Regions from separate parts of the Mus musculus genome. Here region 2 is linked to region 1. Evidence: chromatin contacts called from public promoter capture Hi-C data. All regions are on one chromosome and are shown on one strand. Each heading gives the region's core, a stretch centred on a gene start, on an enhancer-like site or on the middle of the called end of the contact. The rest is flanking DNA. Distances are from core to core; before and after follow the strand shown.

Region 1 (7,292 bases), core at 1,381-3,880:
AGAGACCTTTCGTGTATTCCAAAGCTGGAAGAAGAGTCAGTGTACGTTGACTAGATGAAATAATATTCACAAAGGCACCCATAGGCTGGCATCCTGGAGAGACATCAGCTGTGGGAGAGACATCAGCTGTGGGAGAGACATCAGCTGTGGGAGAGACATCAGCTGTGGGAGAGACATCAGCTGTGGGAGTACCTTAGACACTTATCAACTTCTAGGTTTAGATTCAACATGGAATCTTCAGGGAAGGCAAGAAAATCTAAGGGGGCATGGACAGAGGGGCCACAGGGGGCACATGGCAGCCCCTCAGATATGAAGGGGCTCACACATGAAACTCCCCTGAACTTACTCACCTGGGAACAAATGCTTGGGGTTTTCTGCATTAGGTGGTTAGGTGGCTGCCTTCCCATCATGCCCTGGGCCAGTGACAATTCAACAATGACCTTTTCTTATGGGTGTGAGGAGAATGGTCACAGTCATCTAAAAGTGGAACACATTCACTTGCAGTCTGGCCAGGAGCCAGGAGGACCTACAGTAAGCACCTCCAGAAGAGATAGCATCTAAATGCTTAGCAATGAGCTGGGCACCGGCACTAGAGAGCTGCCAATCCATTGAAGCAACCGCCGTTCCCAGGAGGAGCTTCCTGTGCCTCTCTGACTGCAGGGACCCAGGAGAGAGCTGAGTTGCACTGGGGCCTCCTGTATTCCTTTCTACCTTCCTTTTAAGTCCATCTTGACACCCAGCATTTGTGGAAACTCATCAGTATCCCAAACACTGTACTTATTCAGATCTGATCAGGGGTCTGAACCGCTGTGATCCATCAGGAGTGCCGGGACTCGATCGCCAGTATCTGTGGTGTGACTGGATGCTCAGCTGGCTGGGATTCACTGTCAGGCAACTCTACTAAACACCTGCAGTGTCCTTGCTCACTTTAGCCTCAAATGTCCATAACCCAGGTGCAGCGCACTCATCTTCAGATGGGATGCAGGAGACTGACGGCTTACCGAGTTACGAGGCTGCTGCTGCTTCTGCTTCTTCTGCTTCTTCTGCTTCTTCTGCTTCTTCTTCTTCTTCTTCTTCTTCTTCTTCTTCTTCTTCTTCTTCTTCTTCTTCTTCTTCTTCTTCTTCTCCTTCTCCTTCTCCTCCTCCTCCTCCTCCTCCTCCTCCTCCTCCTCCTCCTCCTCTTCCGCCCCTCCTTCCCCCTCCCTCGCCCTCTTCCTCTTCTCCATTTTATTTATATGAGTACACTGTAGCTGTTTCCAGACACACCAGAAGAGGGCACCAGATCCCTTTACAGATGGTTGTGAGTCACCATGTGGTGGCTGAGAATCGAACTCAGGACCTTTGGAAGAACAGTCAATGCTCTTCATCACTGAGCCAGCTCTCCAGCCCCCTAGGCTTCTTAATGGTGGAGCTGACTCTCAAGATTTCAAACCACAGCACCCATCAGGGTTCCACACATCCAGAAGACTCACCTGTGTGACAGGAGATGAATTTTGCTCAAGCCAAGATGGCATTGCAGGAGTGAGTGGGGCTGTTTCGGGCAGTGGTGGAAAGATCAAGTGGGTGATACCATTGTCTAGGATATCAATGTCCGCACCTGTTCCAAGCCTCCCTCCCACCATAGCTGATTAGACTCTCTGGGTAGGCTCTAAGCTCAGGTACCAAAGCATGGACTCCTAGCATTTAGGACATGACCATCTTTGGAGACAGGGCCATTAAGGAAGTCATTAGGCTAACTTGAAACCTTATTCTTAAAATAGGGGACTTGGGACTTCAGGTGCCAACAAAGTCCTCTGTCCTCTAGGAAGTATTAGAAAGGGTCAGGTGAGCTCTGTGACAAGTCAGCCCATGTGTCATTGACGGCTTACAAGTAAGTCAGCTTTAGTTTTTTGCCTGTGGGCTAGACTGTGAGGGGACAGCATGTAAGGGCCAATGCTCTAAGCATGGTGACTCAAGGTCTTGTGTTCCCCAGTTCTTGTGATTCCCCTCCCGTGGGAAAGAGGAAGTGGTGGGCTCTCTCAGTCCTTAAGCACACTGTGCAGAGGGGGCACCCAGCACTCCTGCACCTGTCCCACAGGAATCCTTGTTGGGCAGTTGCTCTCAGATGCCAGGGTGGCTGGAGTCTGGCCTTGATGAGGAAGAGTTACCAAGTAGTAGCCTTACTCTCCGCGCAGAGAATGTGAAGCTCATGGATGAGCCGCTAGCAGGCTCTGTCATGTATCTCTGTCACGATCTCAAACCTGTCTCCCCTCATTTCTCCAAACAAGAGGCTGGCTGCCAGTGTCCAAGGAGAACCTCTAAGCCAGCCGTCCTGGTTTACGGCTTGGAGACCTAGTTTATTACCTGTAATAATTTTTTATAGCTAGCCAAAGGCACACAGCTGCCAGGCAAAGCCGGCAGACAGCTGGGGGTGGGTGGTCCTGGGACCACAGCTGGGGCGGGGGTGAGGAGTGGGGGGTTGCTGTGTGAAAGGAATAGCAGCAAGGCCAAGGGGGAGGCAGCAGAAGAGAGGAGCCTCCGCTTGTGGATTGAGAATCAGAGGAGCCAAAAGTGTTGTGAAACCAGGAAGAGGGCTGCTGCCTGATTTCACTCCCAAGTAAATGTTTCACTGGGTATTTGCCTTTTCTCAGAGTCTGGGTCTACAGATCAAACTGGGGAGAATAGGAGCTCATGGGAAGCCGTCATAAACAAGCTTCCGAGGAACGGAGCAGCCCCAGGACCGCAGCATCCACAGTACCGCGCACAGTCGTCCTTCAGCAAGATGCTTGCTGCCAGCACAAGGTGAGCGGCAGAGACTGAGCAGAGATGGGTCACTCCTCACGGCTCTTTTGATGTTAGAGATTAACAGACTGGGAGAAAGACACGGACTGGCTAATCTGCAGGCAGGCGGACATGAAAAGGCAGAACTATGGTAGATTTCCTCCGTGTCAGTCAGAGCCACGGTGAGTGGGCAGAGCCCAGGTCAGAGGATCCTGACCGAATCCTGACTGCAGTCTTCTGACATGGTTTCTTCATCTGTTACTCTGGTGTAAAACTCCCCATCCTTCCTCGCCCTTTTTAATTGATATTTTATAATTGTCCGCATTTATGGAGTACACTTTGATGTCTTCATATGTGTAGGAAACACTGATCTGACCTCAAATATTTACCATTTCCTTGTGGCAAGACAGCCCTTCCCCTCCCCCGTCTGCTATGTAGCCAATTGTTAATTCTAGTCACCCTGCTGGGCCACAAAACAGCAGCACAGCAGTGGCCCCTTTTCCTCATAGCTGTAACTTTGTATGGTGGCCAGCCTCTCTCACCAGCCTCCTCCTTCTCCCTCCTCTCTTGTCCCAGCCTGCCCTTGTGTCAGCCTTTTCTGGTGGCCCTAGATGAGTGATGTCATGCATTGCTTATCTTCCTGCAATGCCCTCTGGGCTCATCTATGTTGACAGGATTTCCTTCTTTATTTGAGTTTATTTAAGTTATGGATGTAACTTATTCTCTTTGCCCTGAAGTTGGACCTGGTGGTAGACACCATGTTTCAGCTGTTGTGAATATTAAGCATGAATGCATCTACCGCTTTGAAAACACTACTTTCATTTCCTTGGTCGATGTCTCCACTAGTGGAAATGTTGAATTGAGAGGAAGTTGGATTTTTAGTTTTTTGAAGACTCTCCATGCCTTCTCCCATGATGGTCAGGCTGATTTACCCCCAGTGCGTGCAACTGTCCTCTTTTCTCCGCCCTCAGCAGCATCTGCCTTCTTGCTGAGAATAGCCTTTCTGACAGGAGAGGGTGAGCCCACAAACTTGAGAGCATCAAAGGAGAACTGGGATGGGAAGGATGGAGGATCAGGGAAGTTCTAGTCCTGCCCAGATGGTAGGAACTGAGACTCGCACTCTGACCTGAGAACTTGGGGAATCAAGAGCAGAAAACAGGCCCACTGCCTTCTGGAGTCCCAGGATCTGGTCAGAATGCTAAGAGATCCCAAAGTAGACAGGAGAGAAGGGAGCCATGGAGACAAAGAAGGCATGATGGGAGTTATCTAGAGGATAGGTAAATGGAGAGGGCTGAGCATCTCTGGAGGGTGTGGGAAGGGAATGGTGTGCTGTAGAGTCCAAGAGAGCCTGCCCCTCTCTCTCCAGTGGGCTCTGTGGCTGGGGGAGAGCAGGAGAGGCTGAGGTGACAGGGCCTGATGCCATCAGATGTGGGTTTCTAGAAAGGTGGCTCTGGTCCACATGGCGGATGGGTCAGAGATGGGGCAGAGGGCTGCTGTATGGTCTAGTGACAATGATCATTACCTGGGCTACGAGCAAGGACAGAGCTGAGCGGATTCCACAGGGATGGAGGAGCCAGCCAGAGTCGCTCTGGATCTGTGATGTGGCCAGATGGGCATGTGGAGCCACTGCTCCTGCAATGAGGACTTCGGAGGATGAGCTGGTTAGAGGGACAGGCTGACCTGTGGCTCCATGGGACAGTGAGAAAGTGTTCCTCAGGAGGAAGGCACCTGGTGTGGCTGTGCAGAGGGGACTCAGTCCACCTTTAGGCCAGTTGTGTGCCGAAAATATGTGTGTGTATACATATACATATATATGTGTGTGTATAAAAGTGTATATATATGTGCATACACACAAATTATAATATATTTTAAAATTTATTTTCCCCCATTTCCTTTCATCTGTATGGATGTTTTGCCTACAAGTATGTCTGTTCACCACGTCTATGCCTTGTGCCCGTGGAGATGATATCAGATCCTCTAGAACTGGAGTTACAAATGGTTGTGAGCTTCCAGATGGATGCTGGGAATCAAACCCAGATCCTCCCCCAAAGCAGCCAGGGCTCTTAGCCATGAGCCATCTCTCTGCCCCTGATAAAATAAACCTTCAGACAAAGAATGGTAGGGAGTAGAAACAAACCTCTTTCTTCTTCAGTCAACCTTTTCTTTTTTTTTTTGGTTTTTCGAGACAGGGTTTCTCTGTGTAGCCCTGGCTGTCCTGGAACTCATTTTGTAGACCAGGCTGGCCTCAAACTCAGAAATCCACCTGCCTCTGCCTCCCTCAGTCGACCTTTTTATTTTTTCATGATGGCTGCTCTGAGTACTTCAGATACACACGACAACAGCCATGCGTGCTCCCCACGGAAGGGCAGCAACCAGGAGCTGCCCATGCCTGGCCAGGAAATATAACAAGTAGAGAGATGGAGACTGGGAACAGATGTCTGCACACAGGGAAGAGAAGGGGCCAGGGAGAAAACAGAATGGAAGCAGAATGTGCATATGTGGGCCCCTGGAATCTCTCTCCTGATTCTTAGGGGTTGTTCCCCAGTGACCAGCTGAGAGCAGAGTGTCTCTGAGTCCCAGGATCCCAGCAACGGCAGCAGAACTGGGGTGACACAGGGTTGTGGTCTTTGTGTGGCTTCTTTGATTGATGAGGCTGGCAGCTCAAGGGAGCAGCTGGGACATCTCATCAGAGGCATCCTGCCATGACCCACATTGCTGGGCTGGCCGTAAGGCCAGAGAGAGCCAGGGCAGCCATCCTGGCTATTGGTTAACAAAGTGAGGACTGCAACCCATGCAATCCTGAGTATGGCTAGGGGCCCAGGACAGAGCCCTGACTCTGTAGCCCTGTGACAGTGACTCACTGAGCAGAGGAGGGGAGGGGCCAGAGGGCTGATCCTGGGAGGAGGGGCACCAGGAGAGTGGCCAGGTGTTCTGGGAAAGCGGCTCAGCCCCAGGAATCCCTTTCAGCTCACCAAATAGAAAATTAACTAAAGAATGACCTAGCTAACTAGCTAACTAACTAACTTGACTCCTCCCCCTCCTCCTTTTCCTCTTCTTGTTACGCTTCTCCCTCCTCTTCCTTCTTCTCTTCTTCCTGTGTTGTCTTCCATCTTTGAAGATCCTTTCACTCTGGAGCCCCCACTAGCATCAAATGCAAACTCCAGCCTAGGTTGCTCTCAAACTCCCAGCAATCCTTGCTCTGCCCCTCAGTTCTCTTTAGTGCTTTGATTACAGGGGTGTTGGTGCCCAGCTGGAGAAATTCTTTTATACTCAGGGCTGACCTTAGCAGAGGAGGAACTAAGAAAGGGGAGCCCAGAACTTGGAGGTGAACCTCAAGTTAGAGGTTAGCACGGGCTGTAGAGTGAAACTCTGCCTCAATGTCACCCCTGCCCCCCCCAAAAAAAAACCCAACCACCACACACCTAAATCTAAAACAAGCCTTATATGGGCTTGGATTCCTGAGTGTTGGGATGGGACGAACAGTAGCGGAGGGTCAAAGAGGGCAGCAGCTATGCTGCAGGTGGGGCACACTCTCCAGGACTGAGACATGTCCAGTCTTTATTACTTTTGCCTTTAATGCAACTTTTTTTTTTTTTTTTTTTTTTTTTTTTTTTGGTTTTTTGAGACAGGGTTTCTCTGTATAGCCCTGGCTGTCCTGGAGCTCACTTTGTAGACCAGGCTGGCCTTGAACTCAGAAATCCTCCTGCCTCTGCCTGCTGAGTGCTGGGATTAAAGGCGTGCGCCACCACACTCGGCACTAATGCAACTTTTAAAATGTTTTTAATGTTTAATTTTTGACAATGGCATTTAACAACTGCCATGCAGTGTTCCCCTTAGTGACAGCTGACCTTGCCCAACAGACCCAAGCCAGCCTTGGCAACACCTGTGTCCACCTCAGCTCTCCAAGGCCAGAGTTGGTGGATTCGTGGGAGTTCCCATAAAGCAGATTTCCCCAGCACTAGGTGTGCACAGAGTCCTGTGCAGACACACTGCTTGCGTCTGGTACCTCTCCCATGACCCACCTCTGCACTGGACTGGGGACCATTCTTTCTGCTGCCCACTCGACTAGCAAACTGAACTGGACCTGAAATGCCCTTGAACTGTGTGGCTGCCCTGATCACCACCTCTCTCTGGATGCCTCTAGAAGGAGATTCTGGGAATCAGTGACCATCGCAGGGCCCTCTGTGCCAGGCACCAGCTGGAATCCGCAAGAATCAGAGACGGGAAAGCTGCTGGGCTTCGGCTGGGACAAGAGGGACCCTGTCAACCAGGGACTGACACCCATCCCAGGTCCGGTTCCTTATTTTAAAAAGAGGCTAACGCTACCTAACCTGCAAAAGGTTAAATTGTGAATTAGGACATGGTTGGGAGGGATGAGAAGGAAAGGGAAGGAGGGTGATACAGAGAGGCAGAGACAGACAGAGAGAGACACAGAGATAGACACAGAGACACAGGGAGAATCTCTAGGCATTTCTCCACCATCCCTGGCTTGTACAAGTCCTACAAGTCCCAGAAGTGGAATTACTGTATCC
Region 2 (7,292 bases), core at 1,266-3,765, 140 kb after region 1:
GTTCTTACAGTTAGTAAGTTTCAGGTACAATCTCATTTAGCTGTATGTTCATTCACCTTTGCTCTGGTAATTGCCACAGTCAGGCAGTAGCATTTGATCTTGGTGCACTGGCACTCCTAGCCCCTGCTTGGGTGTGACCATGCCTGCGCAGCCAACTTAAGCTCATTGTTTTATGTTGTGCGGACGATTCCACACTTGTCCAGTGAAAGCATGCAGGAAGCTGATCAAACGGATTCTTTCTATTTCTAAATGTTATGCTTCTAAGAAGTCACCTAGAGGTCAGCAAGCTACAATTCAGAAACTCACTGCCTGCTTTTGTAAATACAGTTTTATAGGAGCATGGCCACACTCTGTTCATGTATGGCCTGTGTTGTTTTTTACTGCAGTGGCAGAGTTGAGTGGTTGTGCAGAGCCTGAAGTCTGTCCTGTTGGCCTCCTGACAGGAAATACGTGCTGAGCCCTGATAGAGATAAATCAGTGTCCATCTCCCTTCCAAGTTGAAAGCTGTGCCTTTCTGTAAATTTGTGATGTCATATTCCTTTAAGCTGTGTCTGCTTGGCGGTAAAGATGAGTTTTTCCTCAGAAGCTTTCCATCCAGATGCTAAATAGTTAGGAAAAATTAATTTAAAAATAGCTTGGCAGAAAGGTGTGCTTTGGCATTTTCTGTTGAGAACGTATATAGCTTAGTGCAGAGCATTGGCATGTGCTAAATCCATTATTAGTAGTTGACAGCCTGATTGCTTCTTTTAGAATTAAAATACCATTAGGAAATATGCTTCATTTGAAACAGTTTAGTTTTTAAATCTTTTGTGCTGCTCAAAATTGTGACTGCTTCCCACAATGACAAAAATACAGTCACTGTTTCCTTTGATCATGGTTCATTCAGCAAGTCTTATAACACTCACTCTCCCATGCTAGTACTAAACATTACTCAAGAGCCTGGGACACTACTGAAGGAAAAATATACACACACACACACAGAGTGAGCGAGACAGACAGACAGACAGAGGAGTAAGAATGTGGGGAGTTGATGTGGGGTGCATATGGAGGAGCATGTGGATGCATGTTGGGTGTGGGGTGCACGCCTATGTATATGGATGTGTGTGGGTGTATGTGTGCATGCATGTGTGTGGGTGTGGTTTATTCATACTTATATCTGGAAACATCTTTCTATGTGAGTCCAACAGTTGATAGTAAATTATGTTGGAAAGGATGTGAGGTAGGCAGGGGCCTATGTCTCTTTTCTCCGTGTGGTTATTCGAGCAGCCTGTCTGCTGACTTTGAAACTTCAGTTCCACTACAGCCAAGCTAAAGCTAATGTTTGTACGGTCTGCTCCTGTTCTCCAGCGCCTGGGTTAAAGGCTGTGACTGCAGCATGTCCCACTCTGTGCTGCAGCTAGTCTTGTGCATGTGGTTATGTTCCATAATAGTCCGTATTTTAAGTGTTTATTCTTCATGTGCTTTTATTTATTTATCCCTTTAAAGATGATTAGTTGAAACTCTTACTCCAGGTTCTAAAAGACTTTCAAAAACCTACTTTGAATTTAGCTTTTAACATACCTCTGAGTAAATATGAAATATGATGCCAAATGTGTTTTCATATTTTGGGATATTTTCTTAAGTTATTTTGTTGGTCAGTGACATGGGGACTTTAAATGAAAAGCAGTGTTTAAAACTTGCTGTTTTCACACCTTAGGTTCAGTCCAAAGTCATCCTTGCCAGCGTCTTTCCAGACACACATCTCAAGGGCCTGCCCTACGGAAGTCAATGGTATGTTCTCCAGATGTGCATGAGTCTCGGGCCCCAACAGAGCAATCTAATGGTGGCTTTTGACATGCGCTCTCACTTCTCCTGCATGAGATTTATCTCCCTCACTCCATTTCTAACTGCAGACTCATGGATTGAAGTGATCTTTAGAGAAAATAATGCTTCCAGTGATAACGTCAGTGTGCATTGAGGCCTCCATCACACCAGACCCATTCTGCTCCATGGCCACGTGTCACCCACTCCCTAATTAGAGAGTGAACCCTCAAGATTTGACATGCAGAGGCCTCACTTTAAGGAAACTACCTGCTCTCTTTCAAGGTCTAAATGTGGGGCTTAAATTCATAAGAGATTCTCGAGTTGCTGTACTAGTAAAAGTTGGCACTGTGAACTGTGAGGTGTGGGGCCTGGAGAAATAACTCACAAGTTCAGAGTAGTGGCTGCTCTTCCAAAGGATCCAGGTTTGATTCCCAAAGCCAATGTGGTTCCTGTCCCAGAATATCTGACACCCTCTTCTTACTTCTGCAGGCACTGCATATATGTGGAGGTGCACAGACATACATGCAGTCAAAACATCCATTCACATAAAATGAAAAAAATAAAGATTAAAATTATTTTAAATGGTGAGGTGACAGCTGGGTGTAAGTAATTATTGGTTATGAAATGAAAAGGGCCATTAGGAAACAATAGGCTAGCAAATGAAGCCAAGGAAACTGCTGGTTAGAAGTGCACCACTCCTGGACTTGCCTTTGCAAGCAGCATGTGACTCCACTGAGTACTCTCACCAAGAACAGCTTTCCGGAGGGCTGGCTCTGCTCTGTGAAATAACTGGGCAGGATTTGTTGCTTGCATTATGTCTCTTATTGAGTATAGATTCCTTTTACATAGGAGTATTCTTACAGTATTGATAATGAAAGTGAATAGTATGATTTTTGTATATAAGAACTATTTTTACATATGAATTTTCTAGATCATGACTACTCAGTGAAGTTGTATGCCTCTTTAGGAGTTTAAAATAGAATATGTTATTTCCTTAATAGGAAACAGTTATGGGTATCCTGGACCCTTCTCCTCTCTGTGCCAGTCTAAGGGTGGCAGAGGCACATCATTGTGTCTTCTAGTGAGAAGAGAGGAGTAATCACTAAGGATCCTCAAGGAAAGCTCTTTTTGGTACCTGGTATCCTTAGAGATCAGTATCCCCAGACTAGGCTATCTATCTCTTATTAGTTAATGAAGAAGAAAATAAAAATGACTTTACTTAGCAGAAAAGGTATCTGATTAAATTGTAAATAAATTTTTCATGTAGGTGTTAGATTTTGATATGTTGATATATATCCCGATAGAATTCTATGTAGGTTTGACATTATTTCCATAGTTAAAATACCACAATGGTCACAGTAACACACAGGTTTCTCTTGATTAGTATGTAAACTCAGGCATTCTGAGTTTAAATAAAAAAATAAACAGGAGTGAAAGAAGCCAGCTAAAACTTTATGAAAGATAAATGTTGAAGAAGTAGAAGCCAGACCTGTGGTTGATGTCCATAAACTAGCTAGAATCATTTTTTTGTAGATTTCAGGCTCCTGTGGATTGTTAAATTGTTTTTCTTAGTTAAAGAGAAAGTTCATCATAGTCAGAAAACCTGGACATCTTTTTATCTTTTATTAAAGCACTCTTCCTACTTTTTGTGCCTCGTAGATTATAGCTTCAGTTGAGCACTACACATATATTATCTAAAATATTGTCTCCCTTAGTTGCCATTAAAAATAAAACATTACTTTTTACTCAGAACGATTGTCATAATGTTCAAAGTAAACTATAAAGTATCCCTGCAAAATGAAGGGATAAGTCCTCTCATTGAAGGTGTCTTGGCTTTGCTGCTAGAACTCAGGGATAGTAGATGAGGCAGTCCTCAGAGCCGCTCAGCTTAGTCCACAGGTTTCTAAGTTCAGGATCCCAGAGCCCACAGCATAGCAGAGTCAGAGACACAAATGCTAGGTAATGGAATAATCTATTAATTCTATCATTCTTTTAATTTAAAGATAATTTAAATCAGACTGTTGAGAAACCAAATATCACGCCTCCTGCCTCTTACACTAATAAGATGGATGAGGTTCAAAACCGCATAAAGGAAATATTAGACAAGCATAACAATGGCATTTGGATATCTAAGCTTCCACATTTTTACAAAGAGTTTTATAAAGAAGACCTTAACCAAGGAGTTTTACAGCAGTTTGAACACTGGCCTCACATTTGCACGGTACGTGTTTCCTTCTTCTTCCCCTCTATGCCCCCTCCCTGCCCAGCTTGCAGGTCCCAAGTTAGTAGTCGCAGAGCAGAATGCTGCTCATAATGCTGCCATGAGCTTCTGACTAACTGTCTCTGAGATTAACACACGTGGCTTCTTACTCCTACAAACAAATGACGAGCTTGGAGTGCTGTTACCTATTTTGTCTGAGTTTTAAGATGCATTTAATATTTGGTAATATGTACTGTGTACCATTTTGTGTTGATTGAACTTCTGCCAATAAACATTGGCTGTTGTGCCATTTTAGTTTATTGGTCACAGTTTGTATTAGTCCTAGTTTGTATATGCTTATCCTTGAGCATTTTTAAAGGCTTTTCAGTTGGAACAAATTTATTTCATTTGTGCTAATTGTAATTGTTTTTACATGGAACTTGATTTGTTCTAGAGCTGATACTGTAATCATATAGTCATATTTGAGATCTGTGCAGGTTGTCCTCATGATAGAAGCTTTAGATCGAAAGTTCTTTGTAGCCGCCTCTGCTCAGAGTTCATGATTATCAGATGGTGGATCAGAATAGTTTGTTAGAAGTTTTATTCCAGCCAGAGGTAGAGACAGTTGGATTCTTACACCCAAGTACTTTCTAGATGTTTCTTAATTATCAGTATAGAATCTATTTTTAAAATGTAGTTAGCTGGGTGTGGTGGCCCACGCCTTTAATCCCAGTACTTGGGAAGCAGAGGCAGGCAGATTTCTGAGTTCAAGGCCAGCCTGGTCTATAAAGTGAGTTCCAGGACAGCCAGGGCTACACAGAGAAACCCTGTCTCAAAAAACCAAAATAAAAAAAAAACCTGTAGTTGTCCTAAATGACAGCATTAACACCTGCTTGGTGCTTCTGCATTTGTAGAATCAGTTTCTTGGAGTCCGTGTGTTATGAAAGAGGGCGTTCTTTATCATACATTTCGGTTTCTATACCTATTGGGCAAAAGGACAGGCAGTCTCATCTTCCGGGCTCCTGGCCTAAGACAAGCATGTGTTTTGGCACTATTTCCCCATAGGCTAGAGTTCCCTCTGAGTCTCATGCTCAGTTCCAGGCACCACACATCCATTCACATGACACTGCTCCTGCTCATCACTGCTCTGAGCACTGAAAGCGTAGGAACTGAAGTCTAGTAAGGTAAAGAGCTATGAAAAAAAAAGGGGGGGGGTTAGGGCAGTGTGGCCAGGGTTAGAATACTCTCTATGAAGTAGGCAAACAAGAACTGTCAAACTCTGGAGACACTTCTCTGTTCCCCTGTAAGTGCGGAATAACAAATGTTCTGGAAAAAGTTGTCTGTAGTGTTTAAAGTGTAAAACCTTGTTCCTAAGGTGGGAATTCTGTTTCCCTTTATTTGGGGAAGATTCCCTCCCGGATACAGTATGTTGATATTCCCTCTGCCACCTTACTTCTAAGGAGCTTGTTAGGAGTTTGTTGGCCTGAGTTTCAGCTCATATTAGATGTATACCATCCCTTGATTTTAAAATTCCATTGACAATTTTGAACTTTAAAGTTTTAATGGCCCTGGAGCTTTTTATGGTCATGATACAAAGATAACAGGCTGCTAGGTTTGGATAAGAAATTCTTTAGCACCTAAGTTTAAAGAATAAGCAGTGTGTTGTGTTTTTGTTGCTTTGTATATACTTCATGATAATTACTAGCATTTGTGTAGCTCAATTTATTACTTCTAGAGGAATTTTCATCTTTGCTGCTCTGGATGACTATAGAGTCCCAGAGTACTTTATTGGCAAGAGTTAGCTATTCTGTTGATATTACAATATTACCTAAAATGGATGGTTTTCTCTTAAATTTTAGGTACTGAAGCAACCACCTTTTTTGTTACACTTCTAGCACTTCACTCCATCTACAACTTGTGATTGTTGATGCCTAGTCAGGAATGCTGAGCATGAGGCAGAACCACAGAAGTCACTCCTTACCAGTGTCCCTCTGGGCTTTGGGTAGGACCATCTAGACTGATTAGGACTGCTAGTGAGAGGTGCTGATGGGAGGCAGGGTGCCTAGGATACCACAGACTGCCAGTCATTTGGGTGTCTGTTGATAGTTCCCATAACTATTTTCTGACTTCTGAGTATTCTTAATAGTTTGAGTTTTTCCTTGGTCATTTCTCACTGGCTTTAAACAGCTGTGCCATGGTTATTGTCCTTCTTCCCCATGTTCTCACCTCCATGAAGAGCAGAACACTGATAGCATGCCTGGGGCTGTGTTAGCACAGCCAGCATCAGGCAGAGGGAAAGGTGTCACAGAGAGTGTGGTATTAGAAATGGGCCCTTGTTTTGTGGCCTATTACAACAGAAGAAGAAATCTAAGGGCATTCTATTTATTTAAAAAAAATTCTCCAACTGTATATTCTATATGAAAGCAATTAAAAATCAAGTCATAAAAATTCAAATATCCTGTAGTCCTACCATCCAAAGACATGTACTTGTAGAGCTTTCCCCTTGCCTGTCAGAAGGGCAGCTTCAGCTTCAGGGATCAAATAGCAGCTGTGAAGTTTTACCTTGATGGAGCTTCAGATCAATGGTGTGCAGTAAGCCATGTCACAAAATGCTAGATGACATTGTGAGGTTTTATTTGTAGTTAGGATATTGCCATCATTTTGTAGCCCAGGTTAGCCTTGAGCTCACAGTAGTCTTTCTGCCTCAGCTCCTTGAGTGCTAGGATTACAGGTATAACTCTGACACTAGGGTGCATGACATTTAACCTTTTGGATCACTCAGGCAGCAGAAGGTGTGCTAGAAAGCTGGGGAGACTGTCAGTCACAATGATGGCTAAATTCATAGTTTTAGGCAGCTGTAAGAGAAATAGAAATGGTGGGGAACCTTGTCTTACCTATGGAGAGTCCCTGCTAGGGTCTAGTAGAAGGGCAGTAACTGTTTCTGGCTGTGATAGGAAGGATGCCCTCTTTAATAGTCGGACTTGACTGGGAGTTAAAAAATACTTGTGTGACAGGGCTGGAGAGATGTCTCAGTGGTTAAGAGCACTGACAGCTCTTCCAGAGGTCCTGAGTTAAATTCCCAGCAACTACATGGTAGCTCACAACCATCTATAATGGGATCTGATCCCCTCTGGTGTGTCTGAAGATAGTGACAGTGTACTCATATACATTAAAAAAAAATAAAAAAATTGTGTGCCAGCCACTGACCTAGGTGCTAAGGATAGAACAGAAAACAAGACAGACATGGTCTTGCCCTTGGGTAGAGAAAATCGTCATTTGAACAACTGCT

What was found. Promoter capture Hi-C pulls out the DNA fragments that hold promoters and counts their contacts.
Region 2: a contact with region 1 is called in a promoter capture Hi-C map of the C10 cell line, with 2.0 times the contacts expected there. The contact joins the enhancer-like site here to the promoter of Stra6l in region 1. A contact is called at or near these places in 7 of 39 promoter capture datasets (the 3T3-L1 cell line, the C10 cell line, cranial neural crest and 4 more) and 1 of 9 other capture datasets (liver).

The regions. Positions count from the first base shown.
Region 1 is chr4:45,846,317-45,853,608 of GRCm38.p6, forward strand. Stra6l (STRA6-like) reads left to right here and starts at 2,631. Exons shown (of 18, transcript NM_028788.4): 1 at 2,631-2,781. The coding sequence starts at 2,762.
Region 2 is chr4:45,990,501-45,997,792 of GRCm38.p6, forward strand. Tdrd7 (tudor domain containing 7) reads left to right here. Exons shown (of 17, transcript NM_146142.2): 5 at 1,697-1,770; 6 at 3,807-4,024. Gm52728 (a long non-coding RNA gene) reads right to left here. Exons shown (of 3, transcript XR_003955392.1): 2 at 6,474-6,615; 3 at 2,279-2,295. Among named protein-coding and RNA genes, the nearest start is that of Gm52728, 4.7 kb to the right of the region's middle. Within about 2 kb of position 2,516, at least 2 of the 459 cell types and tissues checked have an H3K27ac peak or open chromatin away from gene starts, as enhancers often do.